Regions from separate parts of the Mus musculus genome. Here regions 1 and 2 are each linked to region 3. Evidence: chromatin contacts called from public Hi-C data. All regions are on one chromosome and are shown on one strand. Each heading gives the region's core, a stretch centred on a gene start, on an enhancer-like site or on the middle of the called end of the contact. The rest is flanking DNA. Distances are from core to core; before and after follow the strand shown.

Region 1 (3,853 bases), core at 489-2,988, 83 kb before region 3:
CAAACAACTAAGTATTTTGATGGGAAATACCCACATTCAACCCCAAACAAGCAAACACCTGACCTTCTAATGTCAAAAGGTCTACATTTTGTTTCTTCAAACTTCAAAGTTTTGCATGTAGAGGTTAGAAAAATACAGTGTGTTTTGCTAAATCAAAACTGATTTCTATAGTTACTTTTCCAGGTCAAAAAGTAGAGATCATTAAAGTGGTGTTACTTTTGGCTATGAAATAAAGACTAAGGCCAATCAGTTCTTTGAAAGTTGCTTAGGAAGTTGCCCTCCTTGAAGATGGTTTTGAACAATTCTTTATTATTATTATTATTATTATTATTATTATTAATTTTTTCTAGACTGTTTCCAACAGGTTGTCAGCTTTCCTCAGTACACGTCTGTCACCAGCTTTGTTTCTTTATTCCATTGCACTCCAGACTTACCATAGCGTGTCACCTCACCTCTCCACCATCTCTCTTCTAGATATTAGGGTGCGCTGCATGCTGCAAAGCATGTCAACTTGAACCCTTAGTCACGTGCTCTGACCCCACCATAAAATTATTCTTGTTGCTACTTCATATAATTTTGCTACTGTTATGAATTGTAATGTAAATATCTCTGTTTTCTAGTGGTCTTAGGCGATCAATCCTTGTAAAAAGGAGTCATTCGACCTCCAAAGGGTAGTGACCCAGACCTTGAGAACCTCCAGTCTATCATGTGGGTTCTATGGCTATAACTCAGGTTGTCAGGTTTTCTGGCAAATACTGTCACTCTCTGAGCCACTTTGTTGACGCGCTCCAATCTCCTGAGGCACAGAGGATTGGAAATTAACTTTTTAAACTGTGGAGAAATTAATAAGTATAGTGGATAGTGCCCAGTACCAAGATCTTCTTCCTCATGAAATACATGCTGTAGGCAAGGATTATGACTTATCAGCTATGGCTCCCCCATCTCAGCTGTTGATAGACTAGAGTGAGTGTGTCACGTATATAGAATAGCATAATGCTGGAGTGGCTCAAGCAAGACACCATAGTAATGGACACTGGAGCTCTGCATTTAAGGTTGAATGCGTGCTAATAGCATACAGGGCCATTCATCAGAGAAAGGCTGTGCAGAACCTCAGAAGTTAGGGGGAAACAGTTTTGAAAGAGTGTGATGCCTTTGAGAGAAGTGTAAGTAGTTTAGTCTAACAAGAGCACAGGGTTCTTAGCAGAGAATATCACAGACTAGTTAGGATCAGATCACAAAGAATCTTGTTTTCTATCACAGTCTCTTGGATGAAATAATACTGTCTGCTCCCTTTTTTTTCTGTGTCCTAGATCAAAATAGAAATTCCATTGCTACTTCTATAACTAGACTCTGAAAAATTACACTGTATGAGTGGGGAGCTTAAAGCTGACATGTTGGGTAGTCAGCTTTATGTTTTAGAATGGTATATATGGAAGACATGCTTGAAAGGCCAAGATTTTTTTAAAAAAGAAAAAAAATTTTTAAAGCTCAAGAAAGAGAAGTCTAAGCACTAAACACAGGCCTGAGAGGATGTCTTTAGAGATTTAAAGTCCTCTGCCTCAGGACTCAGTAGCTGGCTTCAGGAAACGGTGTGGCAAGGAAGACGCCAAGCTTTGTCTTGACTGTCAGCATGGCTCTCAGATGCCCTTTCCAGAGAGACGAGGCTTCCCTTAGCTGTGCGGTCTCTAGAATGTACCACCAGACACCGTCTTTGTGAGCTAGTACAATAAACATCTGAATGACTGGTGCAGCTGCTGGGGCCTGCCTTCTCAGTCAGTCAGGACAAGCGTTGCATTTAGTCTGCTGCCAGAGAACACATGCAGCTGCTGCGTCCTGCTGATGCACCGCCAACATTTGCCACAGCTGCTAGGCTGGACCAAAATAGGCAGACTGGGAGACACGTGCCCCCAAAGCTCACTCTCAGCACTGGGTGCAACTCAAGGATTTGATCCATCATAATGTGCATGTGTGTGCATGTGTGTGCATGTGTGGGTGCGTGCGCGTGTGTGCTTTTTAAAAAGTTGATCTTAGATGAGTATTAAGTGTTATGATTGTGGAGTTGTAACAAACCCAATGTCAGTCTTGCCGTGTAACCGAGAACCCATTATTTATGCTGAGGAACCCAGCAGGCTGTTCACACTTTATATTCGGTTGTCACAGAACTTGGGTGTTACTAGAACATTGGCTTGTGTTTAACACTTTGCTGTTTCTGGAATATTTGTAGTTCTTACCAATTTTATTGTTCCCAATTTCACACTGTCCGGTTCTCTTTTCCATTGGTTTCATATTCAACTACAAACTTCCCCCATCCCCAGCATACATGTTTATTTTTGCTTTGTACAAATGCCTTGAGTTTTCCTGTCTTCAAGACTGTTTTCTTCATCTTGCTTTATGATTCACTGCTTTTAGAAGATCAAATAGTTAGTCTCTGGCTCAAGTGGTTAAGTTATTGATGAGTGGAGTAGATGCATCAATTGTACTCATTGTCACATTGTGACGGGGGAACCGCCTTGAATAAGTTATCACTGTTTATGCTTGTTGTTGACCTAAAATAAATGTGCCATTTTAATAAAATAGGCAATGACACAAAATATTTTTTTGTGTGAGAAGACCTCTGTGGTGTTCTATCCTTCCGCTTCTGTTTTCATTAATTTATGGCGATTGCTGTGATCTGGACTTGTTGACTAGAGCCAGTCCTGGCCATATTTATGTCTGAAATAATCCATTGCAGTCATTTGGTGTCTTTCCACTTTTGTAAGCTTATCTTAGTGTTTAAATCATAGCTTCATTTAGGAAAGGGGCTCTTAGATCCCAGTGGCTGCCTTTAGGTGGTGGTTCCTTTTGGATGATCAGGAGATTGGCGTTTGGTCACTACTGTTTCTGTTGTTGAGACAGGGTCTCACTATCTAGCCCTGGCTGACCTGGACCTTACTCTGTAGACCAGGCTGGCCTGAAACTCATATTGATCCACCAGCTTCTGCCCCCAAGTTTGGGAATCTAAGGCATTGTGCCACCATGCTGAGTAAGCCTTTATCTTTTAGATTATCCAGCCCCATCACACTGTTTATTAAATAGAGCATATTAAGTTTTCACAGCAAAGAGACTGCTCTTCATTTAATAATTTCAAATGAATCTTTCACTTCTGTTTTTCGCTTGACTGCTTTTTAAAAGACAAATACCTTTAGCTGGAAAAAAAATTTTTTTTCCTTTCCAAAAGCAGGCAGGCACTATGCTTACTTCACCCTCCCCACTTTCTCTCCCTTGCCACTAACATTAAGATTCTCATTACTTAAAAAAAAAAACCAAAACACCAAATCACAACAACAGACTTTTACTCACATTTCATTAAAGTCCTGTCCTTTGTTTTTAAAGACAAAATTTCTTAAAGTAGCTCTATTTGGCCTGGGAATTGCTATGTTGTTCATTCTAATCCCAAATTTACAGAAATCCTCCTGCCTCTGTCCCCCAAGTGCTGGGATTAGTGATGACTTTAGGCCCAAACAAACCCTTTCTAGTACAAATCGTCTTCCTCATAGTGTCTTGTCACAGCAGTGTAAAACTAACTAATACAGGTCCCTGTTATTCCAAACACACAAACACACACACACACACACACACACACACACACACACACACACACACAGAGTGGTGGGCACAAGTGGTGGGGCTGCCTTAGTCTTATCTATATTCCATCCCTTGGGCAGAGCCGTTACACTGCTGTCACAGTGTTGGTTGGCTTCCCCAGTGCCTGAGACTTACAGTGATAACTCTCACAGCAATAAAACCTATCATAGCTAACTTCATATGCTAAGGATTTTTGATTCAGGTAGATTTTGTTAAGTTGGCTGTTTTG
Region 2 (3,831 bases), core at 36-2,535, 100 kb after region 3:
ATGTTCAAAATATTATCATCTCAACATGTAACCCATGAGAAAATTATTAACAAAACACTGACATTCCATGGTTCATATGAACTCTCAGAAACTGGGCTAGGATTTGACACAACACACTTGAATTTGGACCACCTGCATTTACAGGGATCAAAAGCCACACATGGCCTCCGAGATGGCTTGCCTGGTAAAGAAACCTGCTGCCAAGCCCGATGACCCGAGTTTAATCCCAGGGACCCTCGTCTCGGAAGGAAAGGACTGACTGTTGAAAAACTTGTACGTCAGTCTCCACATGTACGTCAGGGCACATGCCCAAAGGGGCACGCAAATTTAATTATAAATATTAAATATAATAATTTATAACTTATAATTTTAATTTTGGTGATACATACACACATACATAATACATATGGATATATGAGAGAGAACGAGCAAGTCTCTTTTAACCATAGCTTTGTATTGTAGCTTTTTATAGATTTATTTCTATAAAGTTTATTATAAAATTTACAAATAAATAAAAACACCACACACGAAAATTAACCAGACACACATACACACTAAATAAACGGAATAAAAAACTTAAAGCCACACGTGGTAAGTGGCCAGTGCTTTGGGCAGTACAGGTTTTGACACCAGTTAAAGGATCTGATTTCAGTGTGAGGAAGCTTTGCTAACCTCAGTCCTGTGACAGTGGGGGCCGCCTGACAATGAAGGGGTGTCCCGAGCACTGTACAATATTTATCCATAACCCCCTGGATTCCACCCAGTAGACGCCAGCAACACTCCATGTCCCAGGGTAACAATTAAAAAAAAAAGTCCTCAATGCCAAAGGTTGCTTTGTACCGGGAACCTCTGGCCGTGGCTCGAAGGAGCTGCACGTGGGAATATACCTGGCACTGCCCGGAAAATGTCAGCCACATCAACCAGTTTGATGAAAGACCTAAAAGCGTGTACTGAAACTTTGGTAAGAAAACCCGAGGCCAGCTCTGCCGCTGAAGCATTTGAAGTTTGCTCCCTCGGCACAGATAGCCATCAAAGAATTTGGTGGAGGGGAATTAAATTAGCAAAGTTGTAAATTAAAAACATTTTCTTCCATCTTTGAAAAACCCAAATTCTTTTCTTTCTCTTACTGGCATCAATTCTCCGCTCCCACCCCCCACTCCCGTTCCAACCCCCGCTAAAGAAAAGCATCATTTTAAAGAGTTAGTGCCCCCACCCTGCATCTAGGGGGTGGTTTTTTATTAAATTCCAGAAGAGGGCTGGGTTTCCAAAGCCATCAACCAGGCTCTTGGTGAGCAGGCTCCCTGCCACTTCGCTGACATTCCACCCGCAGGAGGAGTGGAAGATCAACTGCAAGCAGGCCGAGTGGCTGCGGCTGATGCTTCGGGGTTTCCTGAGGGCTTTGCTGGTGTAAGAGTGAGGCTGAGGCGGAAGCCTAATGATGTCCGAAGGACCTGACCATGGCTAAATTGCTCCATTTGCTCAACACCTAATGTCTACAGCGGCCTCTAAGTCCAATAATCATAGCACCAGGAACAAAGTGGAATAGTGTGCGGAGCCGGGTTTTTTTCTTTGATCACGTGATCACACAGCCCGGAAGGCAGCGAGTATATTGCAGATACTTATTTGAGAATGTGTTATTTGGGGGTGGGGGTGGGGGATATAGCCTCCCACTGCTCCCTAGTTCCTTCCACTGGCTACCTTCCATCCTGTCCTAGAAGGCTGACCTCTATGACTGCATGACTGGACTCTTCTGCCTGCTGAGCTCTTGCTAGGTTCAGCCAGAGGGAAGCCCTGCAGGAGATCAGAGAGGGAAGGGAGACTGGGATTGGACTGTGGGTTACCAGAGATCTTAGTTCCTACAAGGTCAGACTTCCCTAGACCTCCAGAACCACTCTCCTGTCCTTTGCAGACTTCTTGGAAAGGCACAGTGCTGTCATCAGCTCCAGGCTACTGCCTCATGGATGGCAATTCCCTAGCAAGCCTCATGTGGATTCACAAACTCCTTAGTCATCCCTCTGTCATCCTGACCCCTTAAAGCACTCTTCTCAAAGGAGGTCATCATGTGATATCTCAGACAAAATAGGGCTGGCTGTAAGGTCCCAGTGGAGTACCCTAAGTCTAGGCTAGGGTCCCTGTGGGCAGTGGTCCATGCTCCCTCCTCTCCTTCCTATCCTGTGTGTGTGTGGTCAGTAGATGCTCTGAGGAGCTTCAGGACTCATGTTTACATGGAGCCATCTTGTGGGGGTCCAGTTTGGGTAGAGTACCCCCAGGAATAGATTGTTCCCAATGGCTGTATGCATTTGTGCAATTGTTGAACACTAGGCCTGTGTGGTGCTTGCTGACCAGCTGACTTGGAGTGACTCAGATATCTTATATCCATAGCAGTCTTGCAAAAGAAATATTTACCTGTTACTCTACATACCTTAAGACTAGTCTTGAGTGGGTATGCATATTGACAATATGTAGTTCAGGTATTGAGACTATAGATAATTATTTTGGACATACACACACACACACACACACACAGAGAGAGAGAGAGAGAGAGAGAGAGAGAGAGAGAGAGAGGAGAGAGGTAAATGAGCAAGTATCTTTTACCATAGCTTTGTATTGTAGCTTTTTAAAGATTGATTTCTATAAAGTTTATTATAAAATTTGCAAATAAATAAAAATATCACACACAAAAACCAGACGCAAAAAACCAGCCACAAAGTCTATATAAGTCAATGAGTCTCTATACACATGGAACTCTCTGGGTATCAGCCCAAGATGGATCATAGAGGTTTTCTTTTTTTAATTTTTAAATGTTATTAATTTTTTAAATGTGTATGGATGCTTTGCCTGCATGTGTGTCAGTGTGTCACATGTGTGCTGGTGCCAGAGGAGACAAGAAAAGAGCATAAAATCCCTTGGTTGGTTAAGGGCTGCCTTATGAGTGCTGGGATTTGAACCTGAGTCTCTGGAAGAGCAGGTAGTACTCTTAACCTCTGAGGGCATCTCTCCAGCCACAGACTATGGTTCTTTAGGGCAGAAAGAGACTGTCCGTGAACAGAGTGGACAAAGCACTTATAAAGAGCTGAGCATGGGCAGACATGGAAGAGTCCGCAGTTAGAGTAAGTTGGCACCTTTCTAAGGGTGGGTATGCCTTTCCACCAATATCCGGAGGTACTGAGGAGGACCCTGAGCTGGTGGAGGACTCACCGTTAAATATTTAGTAGGATTAGTGAGAATTCCACTGTGTTTACTTTTCCTCTGAATGTCATTTGAGAACATGTGATAGCTCTAGCAAGGAAAAAAATTATTTAAAACAAACATTTGACAAAAATCTCCAATATTGAAGACATGGTTTCTTGAGTAGACTGTGAGGCCCTTAGGTGCTTTATTAGGGAGGCGCGGCACACATTGAGCTGAAGGAGCCTAAGACCCTACAGAACTAGAAGAAAACAAACTCCTGTTGTTGAAGCTCCATAGGCTACAGTATTCTGGTACATCAGCCTAAGAAAATGAATATATGAATCACACAATAATCCTAGCATTCTGGAAGCTAAGGAGTGGGGAATCACAAGTTCAAAAACAGCCTTAAAGGCATCATGAGACTCTCTGAAATAACAAAGGTAACACACAGGATTGTTTAGTGGAATGTGACAGAGAAAGAAAGTAAGAACTGGGTTTTTCTTGTTGTTTGAGACAGAGTCTTACTATGTAGCCCTGGCTGGCCAGGAACTCATGGAGATACATCTGCCCTGAGTAACTATGTGCTTCCTTCCTGAGTATTATAACTAAAGGCATACATCATCATATCAGGCTGTTCTTGAGATAGGATTTCACTATGTA
Region 3 (3,788 bases), core at 374-2,873:
CTGCTTACAGCTCCAGGGGACAAGATCCTGGAGGGGAAGGTAGCGCTTCAGTACCCTAAGGCTGCTGACAGAGTGCCCCACAGTCAGTACCCTAAGGCTGCTGACAGAGTGCCCCACAGTCAGGAAGTGGAGAGCAGGGGTTAGTGGTGCTCCCCTTCTGTCCCCATTTTCTTTAATCCAGGACTCCTTCCCACAGAGTGACACTGTCCACAGTCCTGGGGTGGCTCTTTCAGCCACAGTTAAACTTGTCTCCCAGGAGTTCTAGATCCTGTCAAGTTGACAAATGTTGTTAGCCATTACACCCAGCTTCTCGCTCTCTTTTTAAGTTAAAGACTTTTCACAAAATATATGTCATGCATATCTCCTGTGGCCCCAACTTCTGTTCTGTGCTATGTAATGTTTAAACATCTTCACCTTCTTGTTTTAATCCCTAACACTAAAAGGAAAAACAAGAGCAAAATGATCATAAATTCATAAATTACATTTGACTACTTATTCTGTGGGTCTTTGGTGAAGGCCTGGTTTATTCCCTTACCATAGTCATAAACAAACAGGCACTCACGCTGACCACAGGCACCAGTGTGACTTACCAAAGTGACTGTGGTAGGGGCTTCCTTCCAATAACCTGTGAAAATGCCAATTATGACATTTAGGGCTCTTAAGGTTTTAGAGTTATTGGCCTTTAGAACATGGAGAGCCATAAGAAAATGATCTGGTCTCTCAGCAGTGATTTGGAGCCTGAATGAGGCGAGGACCAGCTGTAGCTCTCTGTGTCCCCTGCCTTCAGCAGAGCTAGCGTTTGCTGTGAGAAAGTTTCTGCTGGGCCAGAGGGAGAAAGGAGCCATCCTAGAGCGTTAATGTTGAATGTTGTTGCTGGCAAGAGAATGCGAGTGCTGGGTTTGAACTTACTGAAGTACCTTCTAAGAGGACCGAGTAGTGTGGTGGGAAGGCCAGCTGTTCTCACAGCGCCTGCTGTTTCATTACTCACTCTTCCCACCATCTGAAAAATAGTCAGTTTCACATGAAATTAAACTTCTGTGGTAGACCATTCCGTAGGCGGCACTGTCACTGGAAATCAAACAGCAAACCTCCCCTCAGCTCAGTTACGCCAAGGAAAGTCCTACTCACTCTTGGAAGTCCACGGCTAAAGCAGAGCCACTTAATGTTCCTAATTCACACATCTTGCTCAACTCACAACATTTCCATGAGTGGCTCTGAGCAGCGGGCCAACTTCCTCTACTTCTATAATATGTGAGTCTTCATGGCTTAGCTCCTAGGGCCTCACAGAAGATTAACCATTGACTCGCTGTACGTTGTCAGGAGAAACCTAGCTTCACGGGAACCTCCCGAAATGGCTAGGATGGCCCAAGTTTTCCGGACTGGAAAGTCTGGCACCGAATCCACAGACGTTAGCAGCCTTGATTAATGCCTCAGTTCGGGCTATTAGGTGTGGGAGAACCACAGCTGCCTATGCACTAAGATAGCTCAGAGTCTGCATCTTACAGACAAGACCCAGCAAACAACCACAGTCCATGATGAAATGTTAGACAGCTTATATTGTGTTCTTCCTCTTCTTATGACTGTGAAGGAGGAGCCCAGGGTAGTGATACAGGGACAGGTCTGGCCTGTCCCTCAGGAGCTGGGCTTGGAAGTGCTGCTACACCACCATCTGCTGGTCAGGCACACTGCAGCTTTGTGGTTGGTTGGTTGTTTTGTTTTGTTTTGCTTTAAAACCTGAACAGTATTATCTCCAAATTCTAGAAAATATTGCAAAAGTCTAGAAGTATGGGAAATTTGAGAGGAGTCCCTTTTCACAAGTCAGAGGCCTAAACAAACAGAGGCACTATGGCATTTGCCTTGACAAAATTTAGTAGTAACATCATTTCAAAAGCAGTGCATTAGCAGTTATTTCAGTTGACGTTTGATAACAAGATTTTAAAAATAGATGACTCTGTGTGTGTGTGTGTGTGTGTGTGTGTGTGTGTGTGTGTGTGTGTGTCTGAGGATTGCATGCAGGCTAAGCAGGCTTTTCCCCTAGCCCTCCTTTCCCTTCTGTTAGAGACAAGCAGGCCTTGAACTTCTTGATCCTCTGATATCAGCCCCGAGTCACTGGAATTCTAGAGCCTAGCCACTAGGCCTGCTTCTCTGGTCCTGCTTAGGTTTAGGGTCTTAACAAACTGTAAAATAAGGGCTCTTTTAGGACAGTGAAGTAACATTTTCCACCATGTGAAATTTTTTCCAGTTTTGCACAACTTAGGGAAATTACATTGTTTTATAGAGATTTTGAGGGAAAAAAAAAAGGATTCTTCTTAAGAAAGAGACTGATACAGTTTGAGTGGGTCTAAAATTTCCATGCATTTAGAAATCTAGTGGAAACACCAGGTTAATGAGCCATCTTGAATACAGTAGTTATTATCCATGACTAAAGACAAACCATGGAAAGACAAACCATAGTGCCTCTGTTTGTTTAGGCCTCTGACTAACCTCTGAGCGTTGCTGGGCTCCCCACCCCCAACCCCGCGAGTGCTGAGAACCCAGTGCTATTTTTAAAATAGCTGAATGTCATCCCAGCTTCATGCATGTTCTCCTAAGTGCCTGACAACATGACTGATTGTCTTTTAGACAAATGATTGTTTAGACCCAAACTCAGTCAAGTCTTTTCTTTCTTAAAGTTATGTGGTTAACTAATGACAAACGGAGAAATATCTCAGGTTGCTTGGGGAGCGCTAGTTCTAAAGCTTAGAGACACAGGGGAAGGGGATTGCTTTTTGTCTTTTCTTTCAGGTTTCAGTGATGTGTTAAATCTCTGATACATGCAAATAGGAGACTTTCTCTTTGCAGCTCTGCCTCTACTGACATGCAACTAAATAATGACAGCAGATACTATGAAGTCCTGGCATGAAGCTCATGAATTTTGAGCCAGTTACTCCAACAAACGGGCTACAGCCCCAAATGGACTCCATTAACAAAGCAGGATGTCTCCAGTGTGGTGCAAAACTTTGATCTTCATTAGAGAGATGGTTATTTTCTTTGAGCCCAGCTGATGAACTCAGCAGCCAAAAGCTGTTTGTTGCTTAAATGCTGATAAAAATAAATAAAGGCTTCATTCTAGAGAGGGCCCTTTGACAGAGTTTTCTTATTTTTCTTGGCTTTGGCTGATGGCTTCCCCCACCTGCCCAGGGCAAACTAGCTTGTAATAGAGCGAGCCCCTCAAGTCAGACCAACTGTTTGCACCAGCACCCACGTAGCAAATGTGTGCACAGGACTCCCAATCTCTGTGGGCGAAATCATGGCTTCCTGGCAGGTCAGTATGAAAAAGGTGTGCAAAGAACTTCCTATCACTTAGAATGTAGCCAAGCATGGAAGATGCTTGCTGTGCTCAGTGTGAGCAGTGTCCTCATTCTCTAGCCTTGCTCCTCTGTGTCCAAACTCATGACTCCCATGACCTCAGGCAGTAGTGAGACTTTTCTACCTGCTGTTGCCTGACCAGACGTCTCTGTCTCAGTGCTTTCCTGATGGAACCATCGCTTTTCCATGTGATTTTTCAATTCCTGTGTCTTGACTAGGTTGACAGCATTCTTCATTTTCTTTCCAGCATAGTTTCATTCAAAACAAAGGGGAAAGAATACCTATTCGGCTAATGTGGTGAAACTAACTGATTTGTAATGGCTGATAACTGTCGTCCAGGTGTATCTTAGACACGGATCTTGGCTCTGGTGTTAAGGAGGCCAGAACTGTTTGCCTGTAACTGTGGTCCTTGTGGATGACGCTGGTCAGCCATTAATTTG

The links. A called contact is a pair of places that touch in the nucleus more often than the background predicts.
Region 1: a contact with region 3 is called in a Hi-C map of muscle stem cells, with 1.7 times the contacts expected there. The contact joins two enhancer-like sites. A contact is called at or near these places in 1 of 15 datasets of contacts at CTCF or cohesin (the NIH/3T3 cell line), 2 of 484 Hi-C or Micro-C datasets (muscle stem cells and nephron progenitors) and 3 of 9 other capture datasets (adipose tissue, liver and pancreatic islet).
Region 2: a contact with region 3 is called in a Hi-C map of embryonic fibroblasts, with 2.0 times the contacts expected there. The contact joins two enhancer-like sites. A contact is called at or near these places in 1 of 15 datasets of contacts at CTCF or cohesin (the NIH/3T3 cell line), 12 of 484 Hi-C or Micro-C datasets (B cells, the Ba/F3 cell line, the HPC-5 cell line and 7 more), 2 of 115 datasets of contacts at active chromatin or transcription factors (bone marrow-derived dendritic cells and bone marrow-derived macrophages) and 2 of 9 other capture datasets (embryonic stem cells and pancreatic islet).

Annotation. Positions count from the first base shown.
Region 1 is chr12:73,240,358-73,244,210 of GRCm38.p6, forward strand. The region is part of intron 7 of Mnat1 (menage a trois 1); the gene reads left to right. Among named protein-coding and RNA genes, the nearest start is that of Trmt5, 44 kb to the right of the region's middle. Within about 2 kb of position 1,739, at least 62 of the 459 cell types and tissues checked have an H3K27ac peak or open chromatin away from gene starts, as enhancers often do. A contact at or near this core is called in muscle stem cells, where this site is marked.
Region 2 is chr12:73,427,011-73,430,841 of GRCm38.p6, forward strand. No RefSeq gene overlaps it. Among named protein-coding and RNA genes, the nearest start is that of Gm33929, 16 kb to the right of the region's middle. Within about 2 kb of position 1,286, at least 34 of the 459 cell types and tissues checked have an H3K27ac peak or open chromatin away from gene starts, as enhancers often do. A contact at or near this core is called in embryonic fibroblasts, where this site is marked.
Region 3 is chr12:73,323,313-73,327,100 of GRCm38.p6, forward strand. The region is part of intron 5 of Slc38a6 (solute carrier family 38, member 6); the gene reads left to right. Among named protein-coding and RNA genes, the nearest start is that of Slc38a6, 38 kb to the left of the region's middle. Within about 2 kb of position 1,624, at least 95 of the 459 cell types and tissues checked have an H3K27ac peak or open chromatin away from gene starts, as enhancers often do. A contact at or near this core is called in embryonic fibroblasts and muscle stem cells, where this site is marked.